Regions from separate parts of the Sus scrofa genome. Here all the other regions are linked to region 4. A link is a contact called in public HiChIP or PLAC-seq data. All regions are on one chromosome and are shown on one strand. The core of a region is the stretch at or near the end of the contact, and the rest is flanking DNA. Distances in the headings are between cores, read along the strand shown.

What was found. HiChIP or PLAC-seq counts read pairs in DNA pulled down with a chosen protein or histone mark.
Region 1: a contact with region 4 is called in an H3K27ac HiChIP or PLAC-seq map of alveolar macrophages. The contact joins the promoter of POLH here to the promoter of VEGFA in region 4. A contact is called at or near these places in 2 of 47 Hi-C or Micro-C datasets (heart right ventricle and liver) and 1 of 2 datasets of contacts at active chromatin or transcription factors (alveolar macrophages).
Region 2: an H3K27ac HiChIP or PLAC-seq map of alveolar macrophages shows a contact between it and region 4. The contact joins the promoter of MAD2L1BP here to the promoter of VEGFA in region 4. A contact is called at or near these places in 2 of 5 promoter capture datasets (fetal liver and fetal skeletal muscle), 2 of 47 Hi-C or Micro-C datasets (fibroblasts and heart right ventricle) and 2 of 2 datasets of contacts at active chromatin or transcription factors (alveolar macrophages and skeletal muscle).
Region 3: an H3K27ac HiChIP or PLAC-seq map of alveolar macrophages shows a contact between it and region 4. The contact joins the enhancer-like site here to the promoter of VEGFA in region 4. A contact is called at or near these places in 2 of 5 promoter capture datasets (fetal liver and liver), 8 of 47 Hi-C or Micro-C datasets (embryonic fibroblasts, fetal liver, fetal skeletal muscle and 4 more) and 2 of 2 datasets of contacts at active chromatin or transcription factors (alveolar macrophages and skeletal muscle).

Annotation. Positions count from the first base shown.
Region 1 is chr7:38,567,442-38,570,525 of Sscrofa11.1, forward strand. It overlaps POLH (DNA polymerase eta), which reads left to right and starts at 1,770. Exons shown (of 11, transcript XM_003356630.4): 1 at 1,770-2,521. It overlaps XPO5 (exportin-5), which reads right to left and starts at 2,117. Exons shown (of 32, transcript XM_005666037.3): 1 at 1,828-2,117; 2 at 266-387. The coding sequence starts at 1,932.
Region 2 is chr7:38,612,086-38,614,927 of Sscrofa11.1, forward strand. MAD2L1BP (MAD2L1-binding protein) reads left to right here and starts at 1,264. Exons shown (of 4, transcript XM_001929515.6): 1 at 1,264-1,401. GTPBP2 (GTP-binding protein 2) reads right to left here and starts at 1,131. Exons shown (of 12, transcript XM_003128412.6): 1 at 902-1,131. The coding sequence starts at 1,087.
Region 3 is chr7:38,906,188-38,909,206 of Sscrofa11.1, forward strand. No RefSeq gene overlaps it. Among named protein-coding and RNA genes, the nearest start is that of C7H6orf223, 86 kb to the right of the region's middle. Within about 2 kb of position 1,549, at least 8 of the 83 cell types and tissues checked have an H3K27ac peak or open chromatin away from gene starts, as enhancers often do. A contact at or near this core is called in alveolar macrophages, fetal liver and liver, where this site is marked.
Region 4 is chr7:38,745,533-38,748,560 of Sscrofa11.1, forward strand. VEGFA (vascular endothelial growth factor A) reads left to right here and starts at 1,566. Exons shown (of 7, transcript NM_214084.1): 1 at 1,566-1,637. The coding sequence starts at 1,572. It overlaps LOC106504420 (a long non-coding RNA gene), which reads left to right. Exons shown (of 3, transcript XR_001297869.2): 3 at 1-836.

The sequences.
Region 1 (3,084 bases), core at 520-3,019, 180 kb before region 4:
GGAACTCAATAAATGCTAGCTGCATGACTATGAGCTAATATTTGCAGAATGCTTAGCGTACTCTACACAAAGGAAGAACTGGAAGAAGAAAAAGGTTAAGTTCTAGATGAGAGCTCCCTGAGGCTGTGATAACCTCTCAGGGATTATTCCTTTCTCCCTGGGGATTGCTCTTTTCTATTCACCTAAAGAGTACTTCTGAGTTACCCAAGAAATAAAAGATTTGCTTTCTCACACACTTTGGTGGTAAGCTCCAAAAGCTCCTTACTTGACAACATGTTCCAAGATCTGAAGGCCAAAATGTCTGACGATGGCAATTTGTGTTTTTTCAGCCAAACGCAAGCCACAGGGGACACAGATAGGGCACTTTTCTTTAAACTCCTCACAAAACTGAAAAGAAGAAAAATCAGTGTTTCCCTTAGAAGCCAAAGTGAGGGGGACTAAAAAAAACCTTCATCTTAAAACTCCAATCTGTGCTATATTTTTAAGTTGCAAAATCTACGTCAATATTATATGAATAAAGAACTGATAAACACTCCTTTGATAGTTCGATTTCCCATGCCATGGCCAACTAATGTTGGGGGGAAAAATGACCTAAATGAGTAAAAAATTATTTTAGACACATTCCCTTGAAGTACATAGGGGTGAAATGAAAACAATTTCTAGGATTCACTTTTAAAATCCTTTGGTGAGGGAAGGGATAAAACAAATGTGGTACAATCTTCACAACTGCTAAGTTTAGGTGAGGTATATAAATGATTATTGTCCTATGCTACTTTTGTGTAGAAAAACAAACCTAATAGAACCCAAATGTTTCTGATTCCAAATCCTGTGGCACACATCTATATATCGTAGTTTCCCTCTAATGAGGCTGACTCTATGAAGTTACAATAGAACCCAAATGTTTCTGATTCCAAATCCTGTGGCATACATCTATATATCGTAGTTTCCTTCTAATAAGGCTGACTCTATGAAGTTACATCTCTTAAAATACACAGAGCACAATTATTTTCTCCTAGTGGAGAAAACCCACATACATTGTTTGATGGGAGAATAAGCTCGAATTGTATTAGCATTACCAAATTATACAAGAGTCAGTCCCCATAGCAGAGCACGCGGCAGTCAAGCAAACTACTTTTAGGAAACCAAAGGGCCCTTGCTAAAATGCAAAGTAAGTGGTGGAAGTTCATCTTTGCCCAAAATAGCCCAAGAGTATCACACAATAAGAGACCTGGTGGGGGGTGGTGGTGTGAGAACTAGCCCAGAAATACCCAAGACACAGAAGAGGGTTAGGGAGAAGTCTAAGGATGTAAGTAAAGAGTCACAAGAAGGGCTTGAGTTCGGTTAGAGTGGGTCGGGAGACTGAGTCAGCAGAGAAATGTTTAGTTCAGGGGAGACCATAAAGAATGTAGCTGGGGTTGGCGACCGGTTGGACACGTGCGCTACGAGAAGACGAGGGGATTTTGGGGATGTGGGTTTGGGAAAATAAAGTGAGTGCAGTCGGCTGCGGAGGGGGTCGTGGCGCGGCCAAGAGTGAAAAGAAGTGGGGAGAGGGGGAGGAGAAAGCAGTGGGAAGTGGTGGCGAGAAGAGGCGGTCACAGGCAGCTATGGATCAGAGAGTGTCCCGAGAGAAGGGCAGGCGCGGCAAGTAGAGAAGGCGGGGAGTGGGAAGAGGCGCGGAGAGCGGCGAGGGGAAGGCCCCCCGGGGTGGGGGGGACGGAGGTCCAAGGGCCGCGTGGGCGGGAGGCGGCCGGAGTTATTGGCTGCGCCAGGACGGCTGGAGCTGGGGGAGGGTCTCGGGGCAGGCCCAGGGCGCCAGACCCCAACTACCTTCAGGGCTTCTAGCCTGTAGCGCTGAGTCGAGCTGGGGTCCATCATGACCGTCACCGCTTTCACCAGCTCCTCGCACAGCGCGTTCACTTGATCCATCGCCATGGTTAGTGCCACGCGCCGCGAGCACGCACCACGGCCGTCCCGGGAGCACGAGGCAAGGACCGCTCCCTGGGCGGGCTCACAAGCTGGTACCGGGCCGCGGCGGGCTGGGGTGGGGGGGCGGTGGGGAGCTGGAGGAGGAGCGTGAGCAGCAGAAGATCCAGCCGGGAAGAAGCCGGCGCTGCGCACGCGCCCAACCCACCACTGCGCATGCGCCCGCGGAAGTGGCGGCTCCCTTGTGACGGTTGCAACTCGGTGGGCGGAGCGGAAGACGTAAGGACCGCGGTGCGCAGGCGCGTCAACGGCCCTCGGCGGCGCGCGCGCTGTCTGATCGCTGACGGGAGGGGCTGTGGGCAGATCGCGCTGGCTCAGGCTGAACACGCCCGGCAGTGCGGACTGTTGCCCCAGGCGAGGATCGTCTGCAGCCCTTGGTCCTTTCCTTGGTCTTTACCGGCAATAACTCTCTCGAAAACGACTGATCCGCTGCCGGAAAGAGGACCGATATTCAAGACCCCTTCATCTTCCTTCCAGTGGACATCGAGCCCAGCATCGGCCGCATCCGCGGGTGGCGGTTTTGCCAGGTGTCACATTGGTAAGAGAATTTAGAACCGTTCGATTTCTGTTTTTAGCCTTTTCGTGTTGTCTTGGCTATTGGTTGTATAATGTAGCAGTGACTGGTGACAGCATGCGGCCGAAATTTCATGAAATAGAAATACTTGCTCATTGAGAAAAGGCCTTGGTATTTATTGCCTCTTAAGAGGATTTTTATGGGGGGAAAAAAAAGGTAGCTCTTGAACCTTCCTCTTCACCTGTTCTTATTTTCCTCGGATGTATCGTCTGATCGGCATCAAACTTGTTTTGTGCAAATTGGGATAAATTGAGATTTTTAAAGATGAATACTTGCAAATACTGAAGGTTTGTACACTTTTGATAATTCGAAGTGCCAAGATTTCAAAGTAGTGTAATCCTTATTCCCAAAGGAGGGTTTTGGCAGAAAGTGCGTTTCACTTTTTATCTTTACACAACTCTTACTTTTTCAAGCAAAATACGTAAACTGAAAATTAAAACAGTTAAAATCTGAATATCCGTTTTGGTGTTTCTGCGTTTAGGAAATGTTTGCTGGGCTTAAGTCACTGCTCCTAATTCGTACTCCAC
Region 2 (2,842 bases), core at 14-2,513, 130 kb before region 4:
ACCTTCCTTGTTTATCATTTTGATGGAGGTGAAGAATAAGTACGGGTGGCTTCAGAAAAGTGGTGCAAGGATGATGGTCTAGGATAATGGTTCTCAACACGTGGTCCCAGGACCAACAGCATTCACATCACCTGGGAACTTGTAAGAAATGCCGATTATCAGGGCCACCTTTGACTTACTCAGTTGTAAATTCTAGGGGTAGAGCAGCAATTCAAGTGATTGTGATACATACTAAAGTTTGAATAATCACTTGATGAGGATCTCCCCCTTGGGTTCTCCTTTTCTAAGAGGGATAGAGTAGCAGTTATCCTCTGCCTTAGGGACAGATGGTACGGGTAGGTGGAGGCTGCCACCACTTCCTCATAGGACAGGCAAAGGGCAGGAGGACTAAGCCTAACTGTTTTCTGGTGTGTGTGTGTGTACACACTCAGGGATAGGGACAGAATATATTGCTCTTTGTGTGTGTGTGTGTGTATACACACTCAAGGATAAGGACAGAACACATTGCTCCTTCCTCGGGTACTCCTCTCCTCCCCGTAGAGCAAGTTTAGAAAACTCTAACTCCTCATCCCAGAACGCACTCTCCCTTCTCCTGTTGCAGCACAGGGAAGGGGCCCGGGGATTTTACTCTGCTCTTCCCAAGGGGATCCCCTTTTCCCACTTCTCCTGGAATTACCTACATCAGAGTGAGGAGATTCCCCTCCTCCCCTCTTCCTCCCCGGGGCCTGACACCTGGTGGGGACGGGGTCAATCTCTCTGTCCCTCCTCCCTGGGGTCCTCGAACCGGAAAAGAAGGGGGTCTTGACACCGGAAGGGGGGTACGAATTCTGTCTCGCCTTCCTGGAGTCCCAGGACCGGAAGGAGTGATTTCCTCTCACCCGGCTGCTTCTCAGGTGCTCACCTCGGGGGGCAGGTACGGAGGGTTGTTGGCTTTGCCCCCTCTGTTCCTTCCGTTCTTCTTTTTCCCCTTCGGGCCCCCGCAGCTGCTGCTGCCGCCGGCGCCCCTAGCCTTGAGGGTTCCGCCCACGGCCGGGCCCCCTCCGGGCCGGCAGCAGCCGCCGAACAGCTCGGATACCCGCGAGTCCATCCGCTGCTGCCGCCAGCCCCCCGCCCGGCCCCTCCCCCCGCCACCGCCGCCGCCACCACCTCCGCCACCGCCGCCGCCGCCGCCCCTACTGCCACCGCCGAGTCCGACCAGCCAGGAGGAGAGCGGGGTGGGGCTCTGCACAGGCCACGCCCCCACCCTGCCCTGGCTTCCAGGTCGCGTCAGAAAGAGTCGCGAGGCATCACGGGATATAGAGTCCTCAAGTCTGAGAGCTCCCTGGAAAGAGTTCGCCGCCGCCCTACCACTCCCAGGAGACATCGCGGCGCAAGGGGGCCGCGGGCGGCTTCGGGGAGTAGGTAAGGAGCGCGCCTATGCGCGCAAAGACCTAGGGGAGCTGTAGTCTGGTTCCCAGTCTCAGAGAGCTGAGCGGGTCTTTAATTAGGGCCTGGGGGTCGTGGGCCAGTTACCGGAGCGGAGGGCTTACATCCGAATTAAGCTTTGTGGGCGCTTCAGAGTTTGGCCCTTTGACGCCAGCCTCCACAACAAGTTTTGAACCTGGAGAACGCAGAATTTGGAGCGAGTGGTCTACTGGCTCCGCCCCTTCCTCAGTTTCTCCCTCGACGGCCGGCGTGCCGTCCGGGTGAGTCAGGACTAATGCCAGGGCGGAGGCGGATGGTGGTTAGCCTAATTAAGGCTTTTTTTGTTGCGAAGATTATGCCACCTTTATACAGTAGTCACTGCTTTATTACCAAGCTGGCACCCTCCGGGGGCTGGTTTTAGCAGCCCGAGACACCGCAGTAGCCCCGACGCGAGGCTCGAACCCATAAACAAGCCCCGCTGCCTTAGGGCCACCAGGATGCCCGCAGCGAGTATTACCCCTCCCCTTTGTTTTGAAGCCGAACCAATCCCGGAACACCGATTTTGGTTTTAAAACCGCCAGGGCTGTGGGAGGGGCCTGGCCCCTACTTGGGGCGGGGCTGGGGCTCCGGTTACGTCAACCACTGCGAGGGCGGGGGAGGTTTCCTGGAATAGAAACTTGGCCCAGGGCCCAGGGGATTGCTGACTTGACTTTCTTGCCAAGCTGTCATCTCGCTTGCTCTTTAGGGCTCTTGCAGTCAGCAAAGAGTAAACACATTCGGTGACATAAACCAGTGTACAAAACACTAGAAAGGCGGAGTGGGGAAGCAGTGTTGCTGGGCGGGGAGTCAGGACGCCAGAGTTCAATTCCCAACCCCATGGCTGACTTGTGACTCACCACTCATCCATTGTATGTCCACTTCCCATCTCTTCACAAACAGCGAGATGCTCATATAGAGACCAGAAACGAAACAGCCCTGCCCACCAGCCCTCGGTTTTCCTTGGAAAACTAGAAGCAGCAACAGTGGCTTACCTCTGGTGATCCTTTCAGGGGTTCAGACCTGGTGGAGTCCATGGCTTCCCCCAAGGACCACAAGGAGAAGACAGGCTACTGATCACGTAGTTGCTGTCCACATGGCATAACTCCCCAAATCGGTGATAGCGGAAGGGCCAAAATCTGCAAAAGGGCCGAGCAGACCCAGCCAATTATGTGATCTTATGTGATCGTCAGTGGCTGGAAGCACGTGCGACTTCTCAACCCCCTTAGCTAAGAAGGTTATGCTGCAGAGGTCGACCTTAGAGAGGGGCGAGGGGCACAACTTCTCCAGGGAAACTGCTACTTAGAGGCTGAGACAGAAGAACTCAGTGAGAGATCTCAAAAAGGATGGGGATTGGAAGTGAGAGCCAAAACTATTCCCCCGATATTCTCACCACCAGCAG
Region 3 (3,019 bases), core at 299-2,798, 160 kb after region 4:
TGAGTTTGGCAGGTAGAGCAGCTCCACGCTTGGAGAGAGGGAAGAGTGGATACGCTTCGGCTCCTAGGGCTCCCTGTGGCCGGGAGATGGGAACGAAGGAGCTCTCTCACCCCGAGCCCACCCAAACCTCCTCTTTCAGGCTGCCGTGCCCCACACGCCCTGGGACCACCCTCCTGTCACCCAACCCTTCTGGAGAAGGTGACAGACCCACACTACCAAGGGAAGAGGGGCAGCCTGGGCTGTCAACCAGGGCCTCCCTTTCCCCTCGTCCTTATCCTCCTTGGGGCATTCGGCGTCTCCTCTCCTCCCTGGTCTGTGGACACTGGTTGGCTCTGCCCTGGGCTGGGGCTGTGGGGAGTTCCCTCCAGACGGGAGACACGATGCCCATGGCTTACAGGCCAGACACCTGTGCTATGCAGGGCAATGACGACGGCCCCACGGGGCCCTTTATGGAGAATGACCTGTCTAATCCTCACGACCACACTAGGAAGTTGGTCCCGTAATACATTTTACAGGTAAAGAAGCCGAGGCCCAGAGTGGTGGCATAACTGGCCCAGGGGCTTATAGCTAAGAAGCAGGGTGGGCACCCTGTGGTCTACACCAGAGCCTGCATGCTTACCCTATACACCTGCTCTTCCCAACAAGGTAACTGCTAAACCCTTGGGATTATTTAACTTCGAAATAATTAAAATGAAATACGGGAGTTCCCTTTGTGGCTCAATGGGTTAGGAACCTGACATAGTGTCCCTGAGGATGCGGGTGTGATCCCTGGCCTCCGATGTGGATTAAGGACCCGGCATTTCCGCGAGCTATGACACTGCTCAGCATTGCACTGGCTGTGGCCTAGGCCCACAGCTGCAGTTCCAATTCCACCCCTAGCCTGGGAACTTACATCTGCCGCAGGTGCGGTCTTAAAAAGAAAAAAAAAAAAAACGTGGAGTTCCTGTCCTGGCTCAGTGGTTAACGAATCCAACTAGGAACCATGAGGTTGTGGGTTCGATCCCTGGCCTTGCTCAGTGGGTTAAGGATCCGGCGTTGCTGTGAGCTGTGGTGTAGGTCACAGACGTGGCTCGGATCCCGCGTTGCTGTGGCTCTGGTGTGGGCTGGTGGCTATGGCTCCGATTCGACCCCTAGCCTGGGAACCTCCATATGCCACAGGTGCAGCCCCAGAAGAGACAAAAAAAAAGACCAAAAAAAAAAAAAAGAAATATAATTAAAAATTCAATTCTTCCATTACACCAGCCTCCTTTCAAGTGGTCAGTAGTCACACATGGCTAGTAGCTCCCAGAGTCTTTCCATCATCCCAGAAAGTTCTATTGAACACCCCTGGTCTATGCTGTACTGCCTCTCAAGAATCAAGAGGGAACAATGGAAAATCATCCTTCCGTTGATAGCATAAAATAATAATTAACTGTCTGATAATAATAGCTACAATTTACCAAGCTTCCTACGTGCTAGGCACAGTGCCAAGCCCATAATCCTTACTCAATCCCCGACTCAGGAAGGTTACCCAGGGTCACAGCAGCCAGGAAGTGAATCCAGATCTGGGTGACCCTGGTCTGGTCCTGCCCCCTCCTGCTCCACCCCCTGCTGAGCCCGGAGGAGTCTACAGCCCCTGGGGAAAGGAGGCAAAGGCAAATACGTGCATTGCACAAGAACAGGAATTAAACTAAATCAGCACGTAATTAACATCATCACAGTTCCCCAAGCCTGCTGACCAGAACATTACACTAATGAGGTCAAGGTCTTGATTTTGTGCCCTTTTGAGCATCACTTCACTTCTCATGAAAAAAAAAAAAAAAAAAGCCACACACTCTGCCCTGAGGGCTGCAACAGGCCCCCAGATGTCATGGTGAAGAGGCTGGGAGACTGGATATGTTTCACCAGAGCCTGTGGCCTCTTGTCGGAGGCCAGGCTGGGCCAAGCTGGAGCCAAGGCCTATTAAATCCTGGCAGGTGCCTGTGTTCCAGGCAATGGGGGTGCCAGTGTCTTCCTCCTCTGGACAGAACAGAGTTAGCAGAAAGCAAGACTTGAGTTTGAAGAAAAGATGCAGAAGAAGTTAGAAAAGAGCTTCCGAGATGTGCTTCCTCTCAGGTAAAACTTTTGGGTGGTATGTGGGGATTATAGGGCTTTTTGAGGGCTGGATTTGGGCGGGGAGATCTGCCTTAGAATCCCGTAAAGATTGTTTTAATGTGGGAAAGTCAGCTTCAGTTATATGTCAATCTCCACATGTCCCCTGGGAAGATAAGGACCAGTGAGTGACAAGAGCGGACAGTTCAGCAGAGAGCCGGACACCGACACTGCCCCTGCCCCACCTCCCTGCCCCGTCCACAAGGCCCCAAGGTCATGGAAGCCCTGTGCCTACACAGGTGGGTATCAGTAGATGTTTTGTTTAAATGATCTTTCTCCTTAAGCAAGTGTTGCCTGGGCCAGCATACCCCCAGGTTTTGGGGGACTCTGATGAGGTACCAAAGGCACCAACCAAATGGCTGGCTGTGTGAGTCAGGATAAGCCATGCTGTGCTGCAGTAACAAATGAGCCTTGAAAGCTCAATGGATTCACACTATGAAGGTTTGTTTCTTGCTCATACACTGTGGCCAAGGCAGATTAGCAGAGGCCCTGCTCTGCAGAGTCAATTAGGGACCCTAGATAGCAGAGCCATCAAATTTCAACAGGTGGCTTCCATGGCTGTGCCTGCAGGGGCAGAAAAGAGCAGGAGGGCTTTGCACTGGCTCTCAAAAGCTCTGGCCCCTGAAGTAACAGTCAGCATCTCCATTCACAACTTCTAGGCCAGAGCTAGTATTGTGGTCCCACCTACTGTAGAGGAGCAGGTGGATACGTGGAGGGGAAAAAAATCTCTCTGCCACTTTACCGCTTTTCCTCTCAAAACCCATTTTCATCACCTGTAGAAGGAAGGATTCTAAGGTGCCTTCGAGCGCTGGGATTCCAGATTCCTAGGTGTTTTATTTAAAAGTTGAATGTCCTCAGTGGCATTTGATCTTCCCCTCTCAGAAGTAGT
Region 4 (3,028 bases), core at 316-2,815:
GGCGTCTGCGTGAGAGTGAAGACGCGTGTGTCTGGGTGTGTGTGGGTAGGACTCTGAGAGCGCTGGAGGTGGGAGGCCAGAGATCGCCCCAGGATTCCAACAGATCTGTACGTCTCTCTCTTCACCTGTCCCTGTCCAACTTCCCCAAACCCCTATTCTCTCCAATATTCCCAGCGTAAAGGGAATGGCTCTCGAGCCCTGGCCGCACATAACCTCACTTTTCTGTACCCTCCCCCCAAATACCGCGCGGTCGTGTGCCTCTCCGGGCAAAGGGAGGCGGATAGGTCATGTTGAGGCTGTGACCCTTGGTGGGGGTCGAGCTTCCCTTCGCTGGGGTGAAATGGGGGCCCAGGCTTCGTTCGGTATCCCTAGGGAAAGGCAGCGCCAGGGGTCGGAGCCGCGCGCGGAGGGGACGGACTCCAGGGTTGAGGCTGGGCCTGTCCCCGCCCCTGGGCGTGTCGGGGGCGTGCCGGGGCGGGGCCAGGCCTTCTTTTTAGTCAGCTTCTAGCGGTGAAGAGCGCAGAGGCTTGGGGCAGCCGGGCTGCTGGGAGGCCGCGGCACTGGGGGCGAGAGGAGCCGGCGGCAGCGGCGCTCGGTCGAGAGACGCATCCGCAAGGCGGACGAGCCGGCGGGGTCACCAGCTTGGGGGTCTCCGCGCTGGAATTTGATATTCATTTATCCAGGGCTCACCCTCCTCCTTTTTTTCGGAGACATTTTTGGAAAACCGTATTCTTTTCCGTTTTAATTTATTTTTGCTTTCCATTCCCCGCTAAATCGGGCCGATCGTTTGGGGAGATTGCTCCTTTACTCCCCCAAATCACTTCGGATTTTGGAAACCAGCAAAGAGAAGAAAGAGGTAGCAAGAGCTCCAAAGAGAAGTCGAGGAAGAGAGAGAGACCGGGTCAGAGAGCGCGCGCGGGCAAGCAAGAAACGAGAGGGACAGGGGCAAAGTGAGTGACCTGCTTTTGGGGGTGACCGCCAGAGCGCAGCGTGAGCCCTCCCCCTCGGGATCCCGCGTCGGACCAGCAGCGCTGACGGACAGACAGACAGACACCGCCCCCCGCCCCAGCGCCCACCTCCTACCCGGCCGGCGGCCGACCGTGGACGCGGCGGCGAGCCGCGGGCAGGAGCCGGAGCTCGCGCCCGGAGGCGGGGTGGAGGGGGTCGGGGCTCGCGGCGTTGCACTGAAACTTTTCGTCCAACTTCTGGGCTGTTCTCGCTCCGGAGGAGCCGTGGTCCGCGCCGGGGCAGCCGAGCCGAGCGGAACCGGGAGAAGTGCTAGCTCGGGCCGGGAGGAGCCGCAGTCGGAGGAGGGGGAGGAGGAAGAAGAGAAGGAAGAGGAGAGGGGGCCGCGGTGGCGACTCGGCTCTCGGAAGCCGGGCTCATGGACGGGTGAGGCGGCTGTGTGCGCAGACAGTGCTCCAGCCGAGCGCGCGCCCCAGGCCCTGGCCCGGGCCTCGGCTCCGGGAGGAAGAGGAGCCCGCCTGGGCGCTGAGGAGAGCGGGCCGTCCCGCAGCCCGAGCCGGAGAGGGAGCGCGAGCGGCGCCGGCCCCGGCCGGGCTTCCGAAACCATGAACTTTCTGCTCTCTTGGGTGCATTGGAGCCTTGCCTTGCTGCTCTACCTCCACCATGCCAAGGTAAGCGGCCGTGCCCGCCTGGCGCCGCGGGCCGCTGCGAGCGCCTCTCCCGGCTGGGGACGTGCGTGCGAGCGCGCGCGTGGGGGCTCCGTGCCCCACGCGGGTCCTTGGGCACCGGGCGCGCGGCTTCCCCTCTATCCTCGTACATGTAGGGGGAGGGGGCGCGCGCTAGGTGGGAGGGCACCGGGCTAGAGTCTCACCGCCCACGCGGGCCCTGCCCACCCACCAGAGTCACCGCACGTACGATCTGGGCCGACCAGCCGAGGGCGGGAGCCGGAGGAGGCGGCTGAGGGGGCTGGGCTTGCGCTGCCGCCGGCGGCTGAAGTTTGCTCCCGGCCGCTGGTCCCCGAGAACTGGAAGTCCGGGCAGCGGGGGCGGGAGTCGGAGCCCAGCGGGCGGGGGTGGGGGTGCTCGGACCTTGGACCGGAGGAGGGCAGAGAGCGTAGAGGGGGCAGGGCGCCGGCAGGAGAGGGGGCTGGCTGTCACTGCTGCTCGATCTCTGCGGCCCTCGCCGCGAGTTGCGGAAAAGTTTTTGGGTGGATTGCTGCTGGGACCCCCTCCTCTCCGCCGGACCACCTGCGCCGCACCACCCCCGCCCGTCCTCGCTCGCGTCCCGCTCGGTGCCCGCCCTCCCCCGCCCGGCCGGGCGCGCGCGGCGCGGAGCCGATTACATCAGCCCGGGCCTGGCCGGCCGCGTGTTCCCGGAGCTGCGGCGGCCCGAGCCGGGAGCCCGGGGCGGCAAGCGGCGCCCCTCCCCCCGCCGGCCCTCCGCGGGAAGGTGACCTCTCGAGGTAGCCCCAGCCGGAGGACCCGGAGAACCACCCCTATCCCCTCCCGCCGTTCCCGGCCCCTAACCCCGTCCTAGGAGGAATTTCCTGACGCCCCTTCCCCATTTCCTCCTTGGCTCGAAGCGAAACCCTTGTCACCCCTTTATTTTCACTCCCTTATGCCGAGAAGACCCATCTAACCCCTCGCTGGCCCCAGAGTCCGGGGGAAGAATGGCCACTGTCAGGAGTCGGGCTGCTGGGGCCCAGCCGGTGCTTTGTCGAGACTCTACCTAAAGTCCCGACTTGGTGACAGCCTGCTTCCTTCTCCTCCCCCACATTTCCGAGGGAGCTGTACTTTAGCTTTTATGGGGGTGGCCTAAGGGAGGGTTTAAAGAGTGTCGTTTTCCCATTTTACACTTTTAGGGAAAATGGTTGGAAATTTGCTGTGACATGGGCAGTGTGGGACCAGCCCTCCCTGAACCTTTGGAGGGAGCTCCTGCCAGCCTTGCAAACACACTTTGTTCTGGTGAAATGGGCGTTGGAGCAGGAGCAGGTGGTTTGGGAACTCCAAACTTGCCCACCCAGCGTGGTTCTCAGAGGCGCCTCAGGGGTCCTTTGCGCTCC